2 separate regions of the Mus musculus genome follow, and region 2 is linked to region 1. A link is a contact called in public Hi-C data. All regions are on one chromosome and are shown on one strand. Each heading gives the region's core, a stretch centred on a gene start, on an enhancer-like site or on the middle of the called end of the contact. The rest is flanking DNA. Distances are from core to core; before and after follow the strand shown. Region 1 overlaps Abca1 (ATP-binding cassette, sub-family A (ABC1), member 1). Region 2 overlaps Slc44a1 (solute carrier family 44, member 1).

What was found. Hi-C and Micro-C count contacts between places; a contact is called where the count stands out from the background.
Region 2: a Hi-C map of bone marrow-derived macrophages shows a contact between it and region 1, with 15 read pairs. The contact joins two enhancer-like sites. A contact is called at or near these places in 2 of 15 datasets of contacts at CTCF or cohesin (the NIH/3T3 cell line and pro-B cells), 13 of 484 Hi-C or Micro-C datasets (the 3T3-L1 cell line, 3T3-L1-derived adipocytes, B cells and 8 more), 5 of 115 datasets of contacts at active chromatin or transcription factors (bone marrow-derived macrophages, embryonic stem cells, extraembryonic endoderm stem cells and 2 more) and 1 of 9 other capture datasets (embryonic stem cells).

What each region holds. Positions count from the first base shown.
Region 1 is chr4:53,114,517-53,117,911 of GRCm38.p6, reverse strand. The region is part of intron 5 of Abca1 (ATP-binding cassette, sub-family A (ABC1), member 1); the gene reads left to right. Among named protein-coding and RNA genes, the nearest start is that of Abca1, 44 kb to the left of the region's middle. Within about 2 kb of position 1,876, at least 99 of the 459 cell types and tissues checked have an H3K27ac peak or open chromatin away from gene starts, as enhancers often do. A contact at or near this core is called in bone marrow-derived macrophages, where this site is marked.
Region 2 is chr4:53,467,939-53,471,333 of GRCm38.p6, reverse strand. The region is part of intron 1 of Slc44a1 (solute carrier family 44, member 1); the gene reads right to left. Among named protein-coding and RNA genes, the nearest start is that of Slc44a1, 29 kb to the right of the region's middle. Within about 2 kb of position 1,738, at least 54 of the 459 cell types and tissues checked have an H3K27ac peak or open chromatin away from gene starts, as enhancers often do. A contact at or near this core is called in bone marrow-derived macrophages, where this site is marked.

The sequences.
Region 1 (3,395 bases), core at 627-3,126:
GGTTCAGAACTCATTTGGACCAGTGTTAGCACCTCAGTATTCCCTCTCATTTTCCTCCAGCTATCTCAGCCAACCTGCTGTCTCAGGCCCCACCTGCTGGCCAGTGAGAGCCACAGCCCTCAATGGCTCCTCCTTACCACCCAGACTCTTGCTAGATGACTCAAGCTCTCATCCCAGAGGGTTCTAGCAGCTTCCCTCTTGTTAGGAAGGCATGCTTATTTGTTTAATCCATTCTAGCTTCCATAAGAAAATACCCAAGGCTCAGTAATTTTACCTGATAGAAATGGTTTCTAAGAATCCCAGACGTCCAAGTTCTGTTGTGGGCTACCGTCTCCTGGAGGGCTCTTTTGACTCTTAACTTGGTAGAAGAGACAGAAGAATGAGCCCACCCCTCAAGGTCTTTAAAAAGAAGATTTATATTGTTTTATGAGTGTTTGCTTTCATCTATGTATATGTGTGTGTGTGTGTCTCTTCAATCTTTTTAAAAAGCGCTTTCATAAAAATCGTAAGCTCGTCTGAGAGGACTCTCTCTGATGACTGATTTCCTGGGAGGCCTCCAGTTTCCCAGCATTCTTCTCCTGTCAGCCAGTGGCTGCCTTAGAGCATGGATCTGGGGAAAGGTGTTTCCTTCCTGCTGTCATCTCAATTGTGACTGATTCTCAATAGCACACAGGGCTGCTCTGTTCTTACTGGATGCCCACAATCTCTTGGATAGCAAGGGCCGGGATTATGTCATACGATACCCCTTTTGTCCCTGCCTTTGGGAAGCACTAACTAGGTTTTTTCCCCTTTTATCCTTAGCACTGGTACTGTGATACAGTAGACATTTAACTGATGCACCAAATAATTTAAACAGCATACAGTGTCTAAAGTTGTACAATTTCTGTTGGTCTAAAGACGAGGTTTTGGCAGCAAACGGTTCAGGGTGTATAGCCACGAATAGTCAGGTCTCTTGGGAACTGGTCATCTAATTGCCATGACGATTTTATCAGCATGTATTTTGACTATATTTAGTCTCCAGTTTATATTTTCTTGTGCACTGTAAGCCATGCTTGGTGTTATTAGTGCTTTCGGAACCCAGAAACTTGGAGGGCCTGAAAAGTGACTTCCAATGTCCACAGAAGTAGAACATTCTGTAATGGAAATGTGACCCAGGTTCATTAGACTCCAATTAGCACTTCTTCTGTGCTGTTGAGAAAGCCTTCACTGCAGGGCAAGAAAATTCTCCGGGGCCCCGTGACCACCATGGAGGTCTCAAGGCATGTGTGCCCACAGTCTGGCTCACCCTCGTCCACGCTCACAGGTTCCCCAGGGCATATCCACCCAGCTACTATTCCTTCTCTCCAGAGCACCCCACAAAGTCTTCTGGAGACATCTCACAGGCCCAGCACCACAAAATGAACCAAAGCAACAGATACCCGAAGTTGGGCATGATGGTGTGTTTATAATGGCAGCTTGTGGAGGTGGAAGTAGGAGAATGAGGAATTGGAAGCCGTGAGACTCAGAAAGGAACTAAGTAACCAACCAACTAATAAACAGGTGTGATTATTTCCAGCCCCTTTGTAGCTGAAAATATTCCAAAGTCTTGTTTATAAGACTAATCAAATAGGCTAAATAGAACCACAAGACTGTCATCCAGCCCCCCACCCCCAAGTCTTTGCTCATTTGACCAGCCAGGGCTAGGAGACCTCAACCCCACCTCTACTCCACCCTGCTGCTGCCTAGGGGGTCCATTTAAGAAGGGTATGCAGGCTGGGGCTGCTGGCAAGGCTTCTTTCTCTGCTTCTCCTTTTCCCCATTTCTCTCCTCCACCCACGTCTCAAGCTGTTGATGGCTGTGGTTCCTTTTGTATAGAGCACAAGACTGCAGAGAACTTGAAACTTAAGCTGGGGCTTAGAGAGGGCACTGACCGAGAGTAACCCCAGTGGCTGCTGCCAGGGTTTTCCTCCTCTGCCTTCCTCTGTTGTTTCCCTCGCCCTCCTCCTTCCTCCTCCTCTTCCTCCTCCTCTGCTCCTGGGTTCCAGCAGGCAGGTGGGAGAGCGAACGCTTCCATGACCAGGAAGACCCCCCCCCCCCCCCCCCCCAGAGTTAGGCTTCTCTCTAACTTCTATCTGCCTGTGCTGTTTCCTTAGCTTGGCTGTAGTGACTTGACCCAGATGAATAGCAAGAAACCCAGGATTGTGTCTCACTCTGTCCCAGCCCACAGATGCATCTCATCTGTTTGCTCTTTTTAGACACCAGCCTTTTATTTTGTTTTCCCTCTCTCCTCCCCTTTGCCCTGCTTCACTGTGCCCAAAGCTCCAGGGACATGGCAGGCGGCTGGCTGCCTCTCCGGCCAATCAGGAAGCTGGGCTCCGCAGATCAGATACTTTCGTCCAGCAATGAGAGAACTCCTTTGGCCCTTTGTTGACTACAGCTTTCTGGCTTCCCTGATGTTCACATTCTAACTGGGACCACACCTTCTCATGTAAACACTCCCAACTAACCAGCTCTGGGTCTTCAGTGAGTGAGTGGTGTGTGTGTGTGTGTGTGTGTGTGTGTATGTGTCTGTGTGTGTGTATTGTGTGTACTCGTTTTAGAGGGCAGACATCAGTATTGAATTTAGGATCTCTCACTGAACAAGGAGCTCACTGATTTGGATACACCAACTGGCCAGCAAGCCTTGAGCCTTTGTCCATCTCCCCAGCACTGAGGGCATGGATGGTTCATGACTTTTGACCTTGATGTTGGGGGTGAATACTCAGTTCCTTGCGCTTGCCCAGTAGGTGTTTTATTGAGTGAGCCATCTTCCTAGCTCCAGTCTCTTGTTCATACTCTTAATCATTGCATTCTACATCAACTTATGAATGTTACTATTTCCATATTCTTTTAAAAACATTATTACACTTTATTTTGTATGTGTGTGAGGTGGGCTGGGTGTGAAGGGACAGGACAGCTTGTGGAAGTCATCCCACGTGTGTCTCATGGACTGAGATTGGGGTGCCAGGCTTGGTGGCAGGTACTGTTCTTGCTAAACCTTCTTGTTGGCCCCAACTCCATTTGATGTCTAAGAAACTGAGGTTAAGAGAGAACAAAGAAAGGGGCCAAGTGAGGTTCATGGTCACACAGGCAGGAAGTGTTTGAGTTCAGCCTCTCTGATAAGAGTCTCTGGTGCTGGATCAATTGGATCTGTGTTCCTCTCAGAAACATGGAAAAGAGTTTTTCAGAGAACTTTTTCCCCAACCACACATTCCACAGATAATAAAAACCAGGTCCCCGTCAATTCATTTGGTTAGGGTTAACTGAGTGACTGTCTTTCCCACGAAGCGTTCTTTGTCTTACCTAGAATAACTTGTCTGTTACTGGTCATCTACTTGTGTCTAGTCTCACAGTTTCCAGAAGATATGATCCTTTCA
Region 2 (3,395 bases), core at 489-2,988, 350 kb before region 1:
TAAGCAATCATAAAAATAATTAAGAAAACTGTATAGTAACATAAAGATGATTATGATAAAGGTTGCATAAAAACATGGGATGAAATTTCAATCGATACTCTGGTTTGAGAGCTATGTAAAACAATACATGCAAATATGAAAGCCAGGGAAGGGGAGGGGACTAAATCTGACTTATAATGTATTTTCTGTCTCAAGTTTCATTAATACCATTTAATTATGGAGGAAGAAAGAGAATGTTGGCTCCCACTTCTCCAGATTAGTCTTTTTCTACTTTCTTGGTATAAACGTCAACTACAAAGGGACACAACATCAAAACCATCAGAAAGAAATGTTTAAGTTAATCTACCTGACACTGAAGACAGATCAGAACACTTCAAAGTTCATTAGAAAGTTTCATGCTAAAAATAGGCTGGGCAGAAGTAAGGCTCTTCCTGGAGAATGAGGGGCAGGAGTGTGAGGAGAAAACGCTGGCACAGCAGGGAAAGGAGCCCCCACCTGCTCAAACTCCAGCTTCTCTTCCCATCGTCACCTCCGCACCGCTCTTCATGCCCTTTGCCAGTGCAGTCCAGGAAACTGCTCTAGGCGGCATCAAAGAAAGGGACTCCCACAAATACTCACCCCAAACACCTGTGAGACCGCCCCACGATGTAACATCAAGTAAAACTCAGGCTTGCAAAGCCAAGAAGAAATAAATGGGTGCACAACTGTGATCAAGAGACAAGAGAACACTGGCTTTCACATGATGTACAATGTGGGAGCTGACGGTGTGATTATGATAGATTATTAGTTCATCTTCACAGCTGAAGGTGTGTATGTCATGTCCTGGGATGTGTAGATGTTGGAAGGTCTTAAATTTTTAACGAAGGTCGGGGGAACACTAGTTCTGAAACCCATAATGAACATGATGATTTTACGAATCTATTCCTTTGGTCATTACCATGGGAAAAAGCTATGCTGGACCAGATGGGAATCCATCGCTTGATCCTCACCTTTGGGCCTCTCTTTTCAGTTAAGCAAATAAGCCATGGCTACTCTACCCAATGACACTGAAATATCCTATGTGGAAAAGGGGGGGGGGTAGGGGGAGACAGGGAAAGGAAATGTGTAAGAATTATAGGAAAAAAGATCTTGATCACATTTTATACAGTTAGCCCTTTTATTATAAGAAAATTACAGATCCTAACCAAGAAAACATATTAAAGCATTTTATGTTTTGATTTCATAGGTAATTCCCAAATGTCTGAATAATTACTCTTGGTATTTGAAGAAAAACACTCCAGTGGTGTTTCACAGGTAGAAGCAGGCTGTTGTTTCCTCTTGACCATCTGCAGCATCTACTCTGGAAAATGTCTGCACTTCAGGAAGAGCAAAAATATACAGTGATTCTTTGCCATTAAGAAATCCCTTAGCCGGGTGTGGTGGCGCACGCCTTTAATCCCAGCAGAGGGAAGCAGAGGCAGGTAGATTTCTGAGTTCGAGGCCACCTGGTCTACAAAATTGAGTTCCAGGACAGCCAGCGCTATACAGAGAAACCCTGTCTCCAAAAACCAAAAAAAAAAAAAAAAAGAAAGAAAGAAACAAAGAAAAAAAAGAGAAATCCCATATCAGGGTCTTAGAGAGATGGTCCAATACCTAAGACCACTGCTCTTATAGAGTACCTGGGTTCGATTCTCAGCCACCCACAAGGTGGTTATTCTAAGGAATCCAACACACTCCTCTGGCCTCCGCCCTCTTCTGGCCTCCAGGGCATCAGGCAAGCATGTGGTACACAGACATACAGGCAGACCAAACGCCCAGACACATAGAGTTAATTAAATTTTTTAAAATTCCATACAAATGTTTGATGAGGGATCATATACAGTGTGGTCCACCTCAGCTCTGAAATATCTGTCCAATGGAAATGCAAGAAGTTGTGATATAGGACACAACATGGGCAAACCTTGAAAACACTCTGTGAAGGGACCCAGACGCCTGTGTGCAAGCTGCAAAACAGATAAATCTCTAGTTTGCAGTTAGCGCAGTGCCTGCCCCGGGGCTGAGTGGGAGTTTAGAAAAATGGGGAAGGAGAAGTAACTGGGGTTTTGTTAGTGGGAGAACAGCTTGTGAGCGTGTTCTAAAATTGATTAAGGTGATGATTCACACAACTATGAGGAAGTAATAAAAACCACCCAGCAGTAAATCTTAGTTGAGAAAATCGTACAGCTGTGGATTATATTTCAGTAAAGCGTTACATGAAAAACAGAATGTCCCCAGACCCTGTCCCCAGCCCCACCATGGGAAGTCCTGATTCCATGTGAACTGGAGGGAGCTATATTTGTACAGCTATCACATCAGACAGAAGAAAGCCAAAGTGCCCCGTCAAAGTGCTAAGGAAACCTGACAAATAGCCATGCCCTTCAAAGATTTATCTTAATTTCCAAGTATGAATCTTTGTGTGGGTGTGTACAGGTGATGGAGCCCATGGAGGCACAGGAGACATCAGGTCCCCTTGGCACTGGAGTTAGGAGGCTGTTATGAGCCACCTGACACTGGGTGCTGGGAACTGAACTCAGGTCTTCAACAAGAGCGGTGCATGCTCTTAACCACTGAACCACCTTTACAGCTCCCATGTTGTTTGGTTGGTTTGGTTTGGGTTTTTTTTAAATCCTAAGTTAGATTTACCAACTAAAGCGCTGATTTTCTTAGAATCGTCCTACTCTCCTTTATTTGATTTCATCTAGTCAGGCAGTCTGCTCCCTGTTCTCTGGCTGCCCCCAAGTTAACAAGCAATGTGTGCAACAAAACCTGAGGGCTACTGGATAATGGAACTGTATAATAGAAGTTACTACCTATACAGTGACTCTGGAGTGAGACAGAGTAAGTTGTTAACCTTATTATCACATGAGGTGGGGTCATGAAGGACTTCATTTGATTGGATTTTATTTAAAACACTATTTACCAATTAAAAGTAAATAATTCTAAGCCAGGAGGTGATATCACACACCCCAAGTTAAAGGACAAACTGGGCTACAGAGGGAGTCCCAGGGCAGCCAGGGCCATCCAGAGAAACCCTGTCATGGGAAAACAAAACAAAACAAACCAATCAACCCAAAACAAAACTATTTATCAATCACAAGTACGTAATTCTGAGTCAGGTGGTGGTGGTGCACGACTTTAATCTTAGAGTTTGGGAGGCAGAGGCAGGCAAATCTCTGAATTAGAGGCCAGCCTGGTCTACAGAGTGAGTTCCAGGTCAGCCAGGACTACACAGAGAAACCCTGGGGAAAGGGGATATTAACTAATTTGGCTTTGTCTTCATGCTGGCCTCACAGATAAGATTTTTCTAGTGTGTAGTTAGTTAAGTCTTTAATAAATTAGCATTCAGGGTGGACACACGGACTTTCTGATGCTGTTTG